2 separate regions of the Xenopus laevis genome follow, and region 1 is linked to region 2. A link is a contact called in public Hi-C data. All regions are on one chromosome and are shown on one strand. The core of a region is the stretch at or near the end of the contact, and the rest is flanking DNA. Distances in the headings are between cores, read along the strand shown.

The links. Hi-C and Micro-C count contacts between places; a contact is called where the count stands out from the background.
Region 1: a contact with region 2 is called in a Hi-C map of the XTC cell line, with 3 times the contacts expected there. The contact joins the promoter of ifrd2.L here to the enhancer-like site in region 2. A contact is called at or near these places in 2 of 4 Hi-C or Micro-C datasets (the XL177 cell line and the XTC cell line).

The regions. Positions count from the first base shown.
Region 1 is chr4L:125,970,170-125,976,942 of Xenopus_laevis_v10.1, reverse strand. It overlaps ifrd2.L (interferon-related developmental regulator 2 L homeolog), which reads right to left and starts at 3,583. Exons shown (of 12, transcript NM_001096772.1): 1 at 3,489-3,583. The coding sequence starts at 3,543.
Region 2 is chr4L:125,793,272-125,800,123 of Xenopus_laevis_v10.1, reverse strand. No RefSeq gene overlaps it. Among protein-coding and RNA genes, the nearest start is that of LOC108714595, 34 kb to the left of the region's middle. Within about 2 kb of position 4,888, at least 1 of the 7 cell types and tissues checked has an H3K27ac peak or open chromatin away from gene starts, as enhancers often do.

The sequences.
Region 1 (6,773 bases), core at 2,334-4,833, 180 kb before region 2:
ATAGCAATTTGCCCTGTCACACAATAAGGAAGTTGTTAAAAATGCACAACAGAGGAAGGTCTTTAAAAGGGTGGATCACATTCACGTTATCTTTTAAAATGTTATAGAATTGCTAATTCTAAGCAACTTTTTAAATGGCCTTCATTTTTTTTATAGTTTTTTTTAATTATTTGCCACCTTCTTCTGACTGTTTCCAGCTTTCAAATGGGGGTCACCCATCCTATCTAAAAAAATTCTCTGTAGTGCTTTAAAATGTATGGTTATTGCTAATTTTTATTACTCATCTTTCTATTCAGGCCTCTCCTATTGAAATCTTGTTCAAATCAATGCATGGTTGCTAGGGTCATTTGGACCCTAGTAACCAAACTGCTGAAACTGCAAACTGGAGAGCTGCTGAATAAAAAGCTTACTCACTACAGCATACTAAAGGTTAATTCAAAGGTCAACAACCCCTTTGACCATTCACCCCGTATGATCATCTAACTGCATCCCTGGCTCATGTCTGTGTGAACATTGCAAATGGTGGAAGATGAAGAAACCTGTTGGAATTAAAAGGTGTGGATAAGGTGTGATTATTTATAGTGGACAAAGGGGCAGATATACGTATGTGATTTCACTTCAACCCTAGCGAGGGTATCAGCAGATTGATTGCCCTAAAATTAAAAACAAATTAAGGAATAATTGCCTCCCTATCTTATGCAGCCCCTCATACTACTTACCAGTATGGGGGGGGGGAGTGGGGGCAGAGACAGGACCCTGCTACACTAGCTATTGAGGTGAAGGTCCACTGGAAAAAAATGAAAAAGGGACATTTAACCCATATAGTCAAAGACTTGAATCCTCTTTTCATGCTAAACAAACGGGAAACTCAAAACAAAAGGTTAAAGGCACCCAATCACAATCAGGAAATTATTAAAAACTGTGTAGCGCCTCCCAATTTCAAATAAAGCTATTATACAAGTGTTTGAGGCAGAGAGGTTTGAGAGTTTGGATTGTGTTTAGTATTTAGCTGAAAACTGATGATTCATTATTATTCAGCTGAATCCTGAAGTTCTTTATTCAGTGCACCCCTATTTCAGGCACACACTTTCCTGCACCCCAGGTCCGATACATCAGATGTTGGGGACACTGACGCAACTTCAGTTGGACCAACACTCATATTAAAACTGAACGTGACTTCTGACTAGCTGCATCTGTACAACAGAAATCACCTTTAAAGGGGTGGTCCTTTAAGTTAACTTTTGGCATGTTATAGAACACAAAATTTTCAATTGGTTTTTCCGATTTCTTCCAGCTTTGAAATGGGGGTCATTGACCCCATCTAAAAACACATGAAATGTAAAAGTACAGACTTTTTATTACTCATCTTTCTATCCAGGCCTCTCTTATTCGAATTTGAGTCTCTTATTCAAATCAGTGCCTGGTTGCTAGGGTAATTTGGACCCCGAGAACCATATTGCTAAAAAAAAGTAGAGAGCTGCTGAATAAAAAGCTAAATAACTCAAAACTACAAATAATAAAAAATGAAAACCAATTGCAAATTGTCTCAGAATATAACTTTCTACATTATACTAGTGGTGTGAACAAACCCTTTAAAATTCCTTGTAATGCTTTAAAATGTAATGTTATTGCTACTTTTATTACTCATCTTTCTATTCAGGCCTCTCCTATACATATTCCAGTATCTCGTTCAAATCAGTGCATGGTTGCTGTGGTGATTTGAACCCTAGCAACCATATTGCTGAAATTCCAAACTGGGGAGCTGCTGAATAAAAAGCTAAATAACTCAAAAACTGCAGATAATAAAAAATGAAAACCAACTGCAAATTGTATCAGAATATCCCTCTCTACATCGAACTAAGAGTTAATTTAAAGGTGAACAACCCCTTTAATGCTAGTGCCACTGCTGTGTACAGCACCAAATGCTGCTCTTGAGTAATTTTATTTAGGTTGCAATATTTTATGTGAAGTATAAGTGAGCACAAAGCCTATCACTGTGCTTCTGCTTGTAGGTAAATACTCAAGTCACAGTTGCATGCAAAGCCAGAGACAAGATACCAACAGGTATAAAGGTGGCCATAGACGCACAGATAATATTGTACGAAACACATTTTCGTACGATATTCGGAGCGTGTATGGTGGGAAAAGGGCCGACTGATGTCGGCAGAGGACTTGGATATCGGTCTGCTCGTCGATCGGGCTGGACGGAAAATTTTGATTAGGTGCCTTTGAAGGCTCCCAAACTTTGCCCATTGTTAGTGCTGAATCGTCAGATACAGGTAGAATTCTATTGTTTCTATCTGTATATCTACCTGTATATCTGACGATTCAGCTGTATATGTGAGTATTGAAACGAACTATCTTTCTTGGAAATATCTTTTCCGAGAAAGATTGTAATCATTACGTCTATGGGCACCTTCAGTGGCATGCAAGCACAAGATGGCAGCAAGCCCGTTACTTGCTCAGAATGTGCCAATTTAACGTCAAACACACAAGCCTTACTGGGTAAACTGAGCACTATCAGAGGGAATGGAAAGAAAGCAAGTTACATTGCAATGGTAATGAGATGAGAAGCCGAGATGACAGGGTGGAGGTGGAATTCGGGAGCACAGGACTAATGAAGTGGGGACGTGCTATGAGGGTGGCACACTATGTACCTTTCAGCTGGTTCAGCCTGTCCGAAACCTTCAGTTGCAGCAGCTCGTGCCTCAGGGAGCCTGCGGGGCAGTAGCAGAGCAATGGGGGAAGGTGCATACCAGGAGGAGGGAAGGATAAATATAGGCTTTCACAATACTAAAGGTTGGGGGGTTGGAGGGAGAGGAAGTGACCATAACAAAAGTAATGCAGGCAGCATGGCAAGGGACTGGGTCACACTGGCAACAACTTTGCTGAATTCCCAGACTTTATTATGTTGCACTCAGCCTGCTGCTAGGGACTCTCATGTGTGAGTAGAGCCCAATAGATCCAGACAAGAACATCACACCCACAGATGAGAGGGAGGGATAAACATTTCTGGGGGAGAAAGTTGCAGCTACAAACAAAAGTCGTCCGTGTGAACTCATTCAACAATAATTACATAAGTAGCAGGGAGATTATATATAATGTAGAGAGATCCAATAGGCTTAGGCAGGATCATCAGCACATAAAGATCACAAGCACGTGGTTCACCCCCCGAACTACAAATCCCAGCAGCATCCTGGAGCAGTTAAGACACAATTCATTTACAGCTGCAACTAATCCCCCCCTTCCTGTCCACGTTCACAGTCTGCAGCCCACACACAACCTAGCCTGTTGCTCTAGAGTCTACACGTTGTTCCACTACTTTAAGCCGGTTTTTCTACCCCCAGCAGTAGGGCCGCTCCCTCCATATTGTAGCGTTTCTTGGCTAAAACTCCTGAAAACGGCTTTTCCGTAGCCTCAAAATTGTGATTCTTTATTAATCAATCCCCACAGAGCCGCATCCAGTCCTCCACTCCCCACTATCTTACCGCGATTGCCGCTGCCCTTCTTGGCAGACTGGTTCCCTCTCCGGGCCCTAGGCATGGTTGTGAGCTCCTGTCAGCGTGTATCTTGAGAGGTCAGGCGTACAAAACTGTTGAATCCTGGGAAGTGAAGTCTCTGGGACTAACCAGCCGGCTGGTTTCCGACTCGTAATAAACTACAAGTTCCGACATGCAGTGGGCATAGAGCCAGGCAACAAGTTAACGCAAAGCATTCTGGGGCAGTGTTTATAATAGAAACGCGGCCCTGAAGTCGTGGCCAAAAATATGCTCAAGACGTAGCAGGTTGTTACGCAGCTTCTACTTTGAGGATGGTCGTCATCTGTTATTATAGCAGGAGTTATTTAGTCAATGGAGCTGGGATGCTAGTAGGCTCGAGAGATTACGTTTAACGAGACTACCGCAACTACAAGAAATAAAGATTTATTTTAATTAAGTGCCTGAACTTTAACGCTTTATATTATTATACAGCCAAACCTCCGCAAGTCTGTTAACCCTCACACGTTTATACACAGAGAAACACAACTAAAAAATAGTTCCTATAAAGACTATTACCCTTTCCCTTTATTATTTAGAACTATACATTGCATGGTTCTTCAATATTGTTTACCTTTTTATCTAATGACTTGCTCAACCATTGTTAACGTTTCTAAACTACACTCAAGGCATAAAGCATGCTGGGAGCTGTAGTCCAGGTCAAATTGCACAGAAGTATGCCTATTTTATGTTGGGCGCATGTAAAGACCTCGTCGTTTGGTCAGGGCCCTATAAGATATGCTGAAAAAGTTGTTGAATAGGATCCCTCCCTCACCCCAATGAAGTATCTCCCTAAACAATGTCTGTTTATCATCAGGGGCTCTGTGTACCTAACATATGTTTCTGCAAGTTTGGATAAATGGCTCTGAACTATTAGGCTGTATCTGTGCTATAAAACCAGCATATTTGGCCATAGGGACATAAAGGCAGCGTCGGACTGGCCCACTGGGGAAAACTCCCGATGGGCCCAGGTGTTACTGGGCCCTTTTGCTTCTAACTATGTGGCCAATTTCATGGTCATTCCTTATTTCTTTATGGGAAAAAATCCTTAATAATGGACAAATAAAATAAGGATATATAAAAGACTAGGAGAATAAAGAGGCTGAGTGAGGAGAGGAGGAATAATAGTTTGGAAAGTGGGCCCACGGTCTAAGGTTTTCTGGTGGGCCTCTGGCATCCCAGTCCGACACTGCATAAAGGAGTGATTTGCATAATGTCTTATGTTAAACGCTCATTTTTGGTATTAAGGCAGTGCTATGTATATGGCACAAGACAAGTTAATACCTTTTGTTTTCAGAAGGCCTTATGCTGCATGTTTTACATGTAAAGGGCTTTTTGGCTCCATTTAGCCCAGGAGGGCCCATACTTTACTAATGTGAGGTCTACTTTTAGTGATGTTGTCCCATTATGATCTCATACCTCTCAACTGTCCCGTTTTCAGAGGGACAGTCCCTCTTTTGACTGCTCAACCCGCAGTCCCTCGTTTGTACTGGAAAGTCTCTATTTTCTCTGCACTGAACAGCCAGAAAAAGAAATAATGTTTCTAACTTAATTGGCTTTCAGCAGAGAGCCCAGAACAGCCACAGCTACATGAAATGTGAATGCTTAAGGGTAGGACTCCACGAGCATTTTTGGCGCGATCCGAAGCAATGCGCAAAAATGCAGGCGTCAAGTCGGATGTGACAGAAATAAGGTAAGTAAATACATTGTCGGATGGTGTTGCATGGTTGATCTGATGCGACACGACTGTCGGATGCAGACGCTGCACGCTGAGTCTGCATCCGACAGCCGTGTCGCGGCAGATCAATGCTGCGACACCATCCGACAAGGCGATTACTTACCTTATTTCCGTTGCATCTGACTTGACCCTGCGTTTTTACGCAGCGCGTCAGATCGTGCCAAAAACACTCCTGGAGTAGGGTCTTGCGCTGACTCTCTCATGTTGCAGTTATTCTGGTATTTTGGCTTCAACCGAAATCACTCGACTTAATATTTGTTTAGGCCTCCCTTTGCTCGTGGTTAGTAATACATAAAATATTGTCATTAAAAAACTATTCTATAGTTTTGGAAGAGTATCCAAAACAGCAAAACAGTGGTCACCCCAAATTTGATCATGACTGGTATCCAAACTGGGCCTCAATCCTACCTGCAGTTTTGACTCCATTACTGCGGGAAGTGAGGACAGTTTCACAATTTGAGAACCTATTATATAGCAAGATAAAAACACCATTAAACATATACAGGTATCGGACCTGTTATCAAGAATACTCAGGACCTGTGGTTTTCTGGATAACGGATCTTTCTGTAATTTGGATCTTCATACCTTAAATCTACTAGAAAATCATGTAAACATTAAATAAATCCCAATAGGCTGGTTCTGCTTCCAATACAGATTATTTATATTTTAGTTTGGTAGTGTTTTATTATTACAGAGAAAAAGGGAATCATTTTTGAAAATTTAGATTATTTGATTATAATGGATTATTTGATTATAATGGAGTCTATGGGAGATGTCCATTCCTTTCTGGATAACGGGTTTCCAGATAACGGATCCCATACCTGTACCATCTTTGTATGTCACAGAGATTTACATAATGTAATCAGGTGATGCAAGGTAAATCAGGGGGCGTAAGGTAGAACACAGCTTGTACATCCCAATAGCAATGAAGCAATTCTGTGCCCCTGAGCGCTCCAAGCACTTGTGCCAACATAGATAAATACTAATGGGTAGTGCATTGGGCATCATTTTTACCAACTAGGCCAGAAAAAAACAGGCAGATGGCAGCTCAAACCATGGGAGGTATGATGATGTTATGCCTGGTGATGAGGCATTGGAAAAGCAAAGGCAGGCATTCTAGGATCTAATGGGAACTTTTTCCCACTGGACCTGCACTGGGACCTCGCAAGCTGTGTATGTGTATTTGTATGGCAGCAAAGCAAACAATGGCTAGAGCCCTCAGTTAATATCGAACTAGAAAAACACAAGCTACACTGGATAATGATTAATAAAAAATGCAGCAGTGTATCGAATGGCACATATAGAACATTACAACAACAATCCTGGTTATATTTAGGGAGTTGTATGATTTGTGGCAACCCAGTTCCAATAAGAATTACAGCTTTTCCAGGAGCAAGGGGTCAAAAGAAATAAACTTTTGGGACAGTTTATTATTGCTACAAACTACATCATTACAGAACCATCAAGGGGCTAGCTAAACAAGAACATTTTCTGCAAAT
Region 2 (6,852 bases), core at 3,639-6,138:
GTGGTTCTGACACAGGCCCAAGGTGTAAATGTACCTCCCCCTTAGGTATTATTGTGCCTGTGCTCTGGCTTATAGCATGAATGCAGCACTGTACTCATTGGGCAACGCAGGACACTGCAACAGTTCAAAAAATTGTGGGGCCGGTTACAAATGTACAAAAAAATGGGGGTTTGCACTTCTAATTTTGCCTTTGCACCCTGTCCTGCACTTTGTAATGACCCCTAGAGTCAGTGAAACACTGCTGTATGTAGTGATCTCTCTGCCTCCCGTTGGGACTTAAAAAAAGTGCTGACAGCAGGAGGGAGGCAGTTGCACTCATTCAGTTAGTTTCGAGGAAAGCAGATTTCTGCAAGGACCTGATATTTAATGAGCCGAGGATTCAGAAAGCTGTGCTGGGCTGCAGGGGTGCAGCTGATTCCCTTCAGCTGTTAGCACCACTATGAAACCTCAATGAAACCAAGCGAGCACCTTGCAGAGCAGCGTCAAATTGGGGCCAAATTGGGCCTGCAAATTCAGTTAACCATTCGGCTGCCAACATGCACCTCTGAGTAGGTGCTACTACGCTCCTATAAAACTAGTAGTATCTTAAAAAACAACTAGTAGTAGAAAGTAAAGGTGCTCAGACAAACAAATTTGCTCTAGTTATTATTTGACCTTAGTTCCCCTTTACCAGTCCTTTCTGATTAAAGTCAAAACCTGATATGTAAAAAAAAAGGCACAAGGAGCAGTAACACATATTAACCAATAAGATGTTTGCTTTTAAACAGGTAACCAGGAAAGGCCACCTGCTGATTGGTTGCTATAGATGGTAAGAAGTGTAGCAAAGTTATATTACATGACCCCCAAAGTGATTTTGCCCTTTCTTTCCCCTAAATGATATTGATATGTGCTCATTTGGTTGCCTGGGTCCTTGAAGAGAGTCCATGATGTGTCATACAGAGTTTCACAAGTATGTTTCCTGTTTCATCAGCAAATACAGTGCACCGCTGAAGCAAGCCCTCTGTCATATCAGCTTCAGCTCATAAATGACGTCTAGAACCCTGACTGTGAGACAAATATCAAATGAAAGAAAAATTCTGTGCCAGTACTCTGACCAAATCTTTCACTTTTTTGGATATGGTTAGGCCAAGCTCTTGGATTCGGCAGAATCCTGTTGAAAAAGGCTCAGGTTCCGCTGAATCACTGATTTGATGTATCCCTAATTTATAATACATAACAAATATATAATGAACACTGTTATAAATGGTGCCTTTGTTCTTTGTTAAGACACACCTGTGATAATGCCTGATAGTGTGTTGTATAAAAGAACAGACTTGGCCTGCCGCTTCTTTATATGCTCGTCCACTTCATAATATCCTTTCCTTTTACAGTAGGACTATACTGTATAATATCCTCATATTCGCTCATATAATGAATAATTGACATGCATCAAACATTTTTAGGTACAGAATAAGAAACGTTGCTTAGGTGTTTTTTGATCCCGAGCCCTTTGTGCCTCTTCTGCTTCTGCTAAATGCCGGGGACTTGTGCCACTGGCTTTGTTGACTCAAAATACTTGCATGACTCTACTTCAAAGTCCCTGTAGTACATTACACCTTAGATACTTCACACATTACCTAGTTCCCTTTTTGGTTCTCAATACATGGGACCACTATGATAGTAAGAAAGGGCTTGTGCTCTATTTTGGTATCTTCAAGCACCCTATTAACTCTCTATTATGCAAAAAAAACCCTGACAAACTCACTCTGACAAAATTGTAACTATTCATCATTATCATGACTGTAGTGAAACATACAATTGCTCCCTGTGATAGTGTTCTTCAGTATTGATCACAGTTCTTGATTGCTATGACCGTTCTACTATAGCAATCATAGTTATACTTACGGGGTTTGGCACAATTGAGTGACGACAGGGTTCCATGTTTTTCTTTTTATTCTTTTTTTTTTGGTTCTTGCTATTGTTCCTTTTTAGTTAACTTGATGATATACATGTAACCCTTACTTTACAGACCAACTTAGGCTGACTGTTTCTTTCTTGTTAGCCCCATAACTCCAGACGGCTTCTGTAATAGCCGGTTCTAACTCTACTTATGTTTTCTCACCTGACATACAAGGTGTTTCTCGGCATATACAGCTAAATTGGTACAAATTGTCTCCATATCATGATGCTGTCAATGTATCTTTTCAGAAACAATCTGTACAATCAATGATAGTTAATAAAAATATATTGATATAAAAAAAGAAAGAAAAACATGATGTGGGTGTAACCATAAAGTGCACATTCCAAGTGAATTTGTTTATTCTCCCTACCTGTCTTATTATAAAGCTGATGCTTAGTTGCTAAGGCAGAACACAAATGTGTCTGGCCCCAATCTCTCCTTATGTTTAGGTTGCAAGTCCCAAGAAATTGGCACAAGATAGAGCTAAATTAATTTCCTTTGGATGCAGGCACTAGACAGGAACATCTAATACACATTACTGTCAGGGCGTAACTACAGAGGAAGCAGACCCTGTGGCTGCAGGGGGCCCCATGAGGCCCTAATTAATGAGCAATTTCAACATATATCGGTAAAACAGGACATCTTCTGTATATGTTGTCGGCCCTAAAATGTATTTTTTGTGGGGCCCTGTAACATCTAGTTACGCCACTGAAACCACAAAACTGTTGTATGGCGTGAAAAAGTCACATATAATATATAAAGCCATCATGATGCTGACTTTGGGCACATGCCAGTTTAGTATGACATTTTGCTGAAAAGAAAGAAATAATCAATACCCTCTTTTTGTAAGGTGATTTGTTTAAAAAACCTGAAAGTCAATTAAAATATAGTCATTAGTTGGCTTTTCATATTTATCAAGATGCTTTTTGCACCTATTGTGTTTAAAGGGCAGTACTGGGATTCAATATATGCCTTTGCATTTCAGTATACAGAGGCCCAAACAGCATCCCACCGGCCCAATAAATACTGAGTGTCAGTGGCATCTTACATCAGCCCCAGGCCTGCTTGGCATTACTTCCAAATTAGAAAAAAACATCAAAACCCATCAGACTGTACAGCAGGCACAACTAGGAGGTATTGCATTGTAGGCTAAATCACAGCATTTTGTGTGTATTCTGTCACTCTTTGCACCTTGATCTCATGTTGTACAGTAAATGAGCCCTCTGCTTACCATTTACTGAAGCAGAATATGGCAGTTGCAGGAACAAAGATGGTCGTTTTTTAGGAGACCGGTGTGGCAGATTTTAATCTCCTGCATTTTAAACGATTGTCTCATTTTGAATATATTCGGCTATTCATTGTTGTTTGGCTCTAACAATGAAACACAACACTGTGTAAAATATAGCCCACAATTATGTTACGTGCTACAGTAACCACGCTACCAGCTGGAGATGGTATAAGCATAGGGTTGGCAGCCGAATGGTTCAGCTGCAATTTGCATGATATAGTGCAGTGGAAAAAAGGAAGGAGAAGATTATTTGTTTAGAAACCATGACGGCTATACTAACACATTCATCTGCTGGTCATTATGCAGAGAGCTGCAAAGGGGACTAATTTCTAAAATAGCAACCGTATCCTAATTCTCTGGGAGAAATGCTTTAAATGGGGGATAGATTTGTATGGACTTTGCAAAAATGCAAAATTAATTCTAAGTGAGAGGTTCAGATTATTCCAGGACAATTGTAGTTGGACTAACTGGCTGCCAACCCACAGCAGAATGTTGCTGCCACCCAGTGGTCTGAGTATACAGCTTTGGTACAAGTCATACAGATTCTGTACAAATCAGGAATAGTGAAAAAGAGGATGAGTATTTTAGTAGCAGTCTAGAAAGATATTAGATTCAATCTATTTGCTGGTCCGTTTGCTATTTAAACTACTGTAAGGAACAGAATCAGAGGACAGGATCAGAGGAACTTATAAAGTGAAGAGATACTAAATTTACACCCGAGCAGCAGTAATTTGTAGCAACCAGTCAGTAGAGTTGCCACCTTTTCCGGAAAAAAATACTGGTCTTCCTATATATTTATCTTTTTTCCCTATTAATAACATTGGGATCAGCCATCATTTTTACCGGCCAGGCCAGTAAAATACCGGCCAGGTGGCAACCCTACCAGTCAGTAGTAAGCTTTGTGCTCTTAGGTAGAACAATGACAGCCACCAGAGGCAACTTCGGGTGATTTTGCAATAAGTTAGGCATACTGCCAACTATTTCAATTATTGGCAATGGAGAGGTGTTTTTGGGAGATTTATTGCCCGCCGCTGAACATGTGGGTGACAAATCTTCCCATGTGCCACAGCCCTTAGTGCTTGGGGGCAAATTTACCCGTCTTAGTAAATGAGCCTGTTTGTCTGGATGTTTGCTCGTACCTGAAAAGAATATCTGTAATATTTTATGAAGTGTCACTGTTCAGTAAAAAACTGGTTTATGTTATGTCTGAAAAAGATATAAGGTGGGTGGGCCAGGTTCAAACTGCTGCATACAACATGTTGGCACATGGTCCTGGGTTGCCCCTTCCTTAATATGATTCAGGGTGCACAAGACACGAGCGCCAAGGGATGCTAAAAACAGAACTCCTGTTTTGCTCCTGTTTTGCTCTAACAATCACTTGGGGTGCCTAACTTTTGGCACCCCAAAGTGGCAAATAACTTTCCTTCTCTTTTAAAAGGATCCTTCTTCCCCACCCTGCTCTGCTTGTTTGATTGTGCTGCCTTTGCCCCTGAGGCTGATACTGCTTCCCTTTTAGTCTTTTGCTCTTCATTAACATAATTCTCCATATCTGAGTTTATCTAAGTCCTCACTACCCACCTTTTCCCAAAAGTCTCTGTATTATTACCATGGCCCTCAGCAGTGGCTAGTAGTTGGCACCAGGCTCCCTGCAAGAAAATCTATAGAGAGCCTGGCGCATAGCGACTCCTACTCGGCCTGGCGCATAGCGACTCCTACTTGGCCTGGCGCATAGCGACTCCTACTCGGCCTGGCGCATAGCGACTCCTACTCGGCCTGCTGCAGTACATGATATTACTTTACAACACTTTCATGCAGGGGGTGCCCTGGGCTTAGATTAGAACATGTGCAATAAAACTCTATGGGCAGTGACCTCCTTCCTACTGTGTCTCTTACTACACAGCACTTCATGTCTGTATATTTATACATAAATATATTAATTATTGGGAAGGGCCCTCTATACCTCTTGCCTCAGTTATCAGTTGTTATTTTTTTGTATGTAATCTGTATGTTAAAGGATAATGAACTTTTAAAAAAAGTGAATGTAAAATTGTGTTATTCTAAGCACTTTTACAATTTAGAGTCTTTATTTTTTATAATTCAAAGATATTAAGGGATACATGGGCTGGTAATATAAATTCATTTTCTAATTTTGTTACAACAGCACCACCTGCTGGTCAGTTTCTGACCATTCTGACCACTAAGTAGTAGAGAAAATTGTCAGGAGAAAGGAAAGAGGGCTGGTCTGATATTCTTCTGGTTAGGAAAGATGTGAGAAAAGCTAGAAGGTTAGGGAAGCAGGGGAATGTGTAAGCCGGATGAGTAGTGACTTGTTTGGATCATAGCCTGTAGTTTTGCCTGTGGCACCTGCTCGTGTAGTCAGGGAGTCAGGCCAAATCCTCCCGACCTACAATAAACCATTTCTGCTCTGAATCATGGAAGACTATTGTGCACATGGAATCACAGGGCCCCATACTACTAAGTTAGCATTTATTTACATATTATAAACTGGGCCCCATGGAGGAGATTCCTGTTAACAAGTAGAATGTGGCCTGAATGAAAAAAAAGGATCACAGATATGCCCTGATCCATAGATATGCCCTGATCCACCCAGCCACACCATTATACTAAAACCTAACCGCAATCCACCCAAACCCAACCCATCAGCCCTCCAGATCCACACCCACTCTCCCAAAGCCCTGCCCCTGTCATGACCTGTAAAACACACATTTATGTCTTTTGGGGCCCCTTCTGCTTTGGGGCTCATGTAGCCTTCTGATGGCAGCCTTGGTCCAAGTAGATGGAAAAGGCCTGTGGACTATAAGTCAGACACTCTCTGTGTTCCCATTTGCTTTTTCCATTTTTTCAGGGCCACCCAGACAAATCATCTTATCCCTAGCTTTTCTTTTCAAGGCTTTGCTGCCTCATCTTTTTCCCTTTCCTTTAACCATTTACCTCTCCTTCCCTGTCCTTTAACCCCTTCATCATCTTCAGCCACATCCCTTTGGCACAAACAGTGGACATTCATATCACATCTATTCCCCTATCCCTTGCTAGGGTTGCCACCTTTTCTGGAAAGAAATACCAGCCTTCCTATATATTTATCTTTTTTCCCTATTAATAACATTGGAATCAGCCATCATTTTTACAGGCCAGGTGGCAACCCTATCCCCTGCCCTGTCCCTTACCCAACTGTGCATCTGTCCTATCACATTCACCCCATGTATACCATTCACTCTGGATGCTGCACAATTATACATGGCTTTCTTTGTCCTGTGCTGCTGGATCGCCCTTATTTTTTCCCAGAAAGAGACTTTCACTGTATGGATTCTTTTAAGATTCTTCCTGGCTGCATACATGAGCTTTATTGTGTTGGTCTTCTTCAATTTTTCAGGGCATTTCTTTGCAATCTATTTTCCACTCCCAGATCTTCCCTTCTGCTTTTTGCAAGAACTTCCTGGAGATTTGACTTGTGCACACACAGTGCCCCCTGCAGTGGTTTGAATTGGCAACTCTTGAAATGAGCAAACAGCTGTGTTACAGAGCGGCCCAGTGCCATCCCAATTCCCTCACCGGCTGAATAATAAATGTTGTGTTTGGAGCGAAGCTGACGACACACCCCACACTA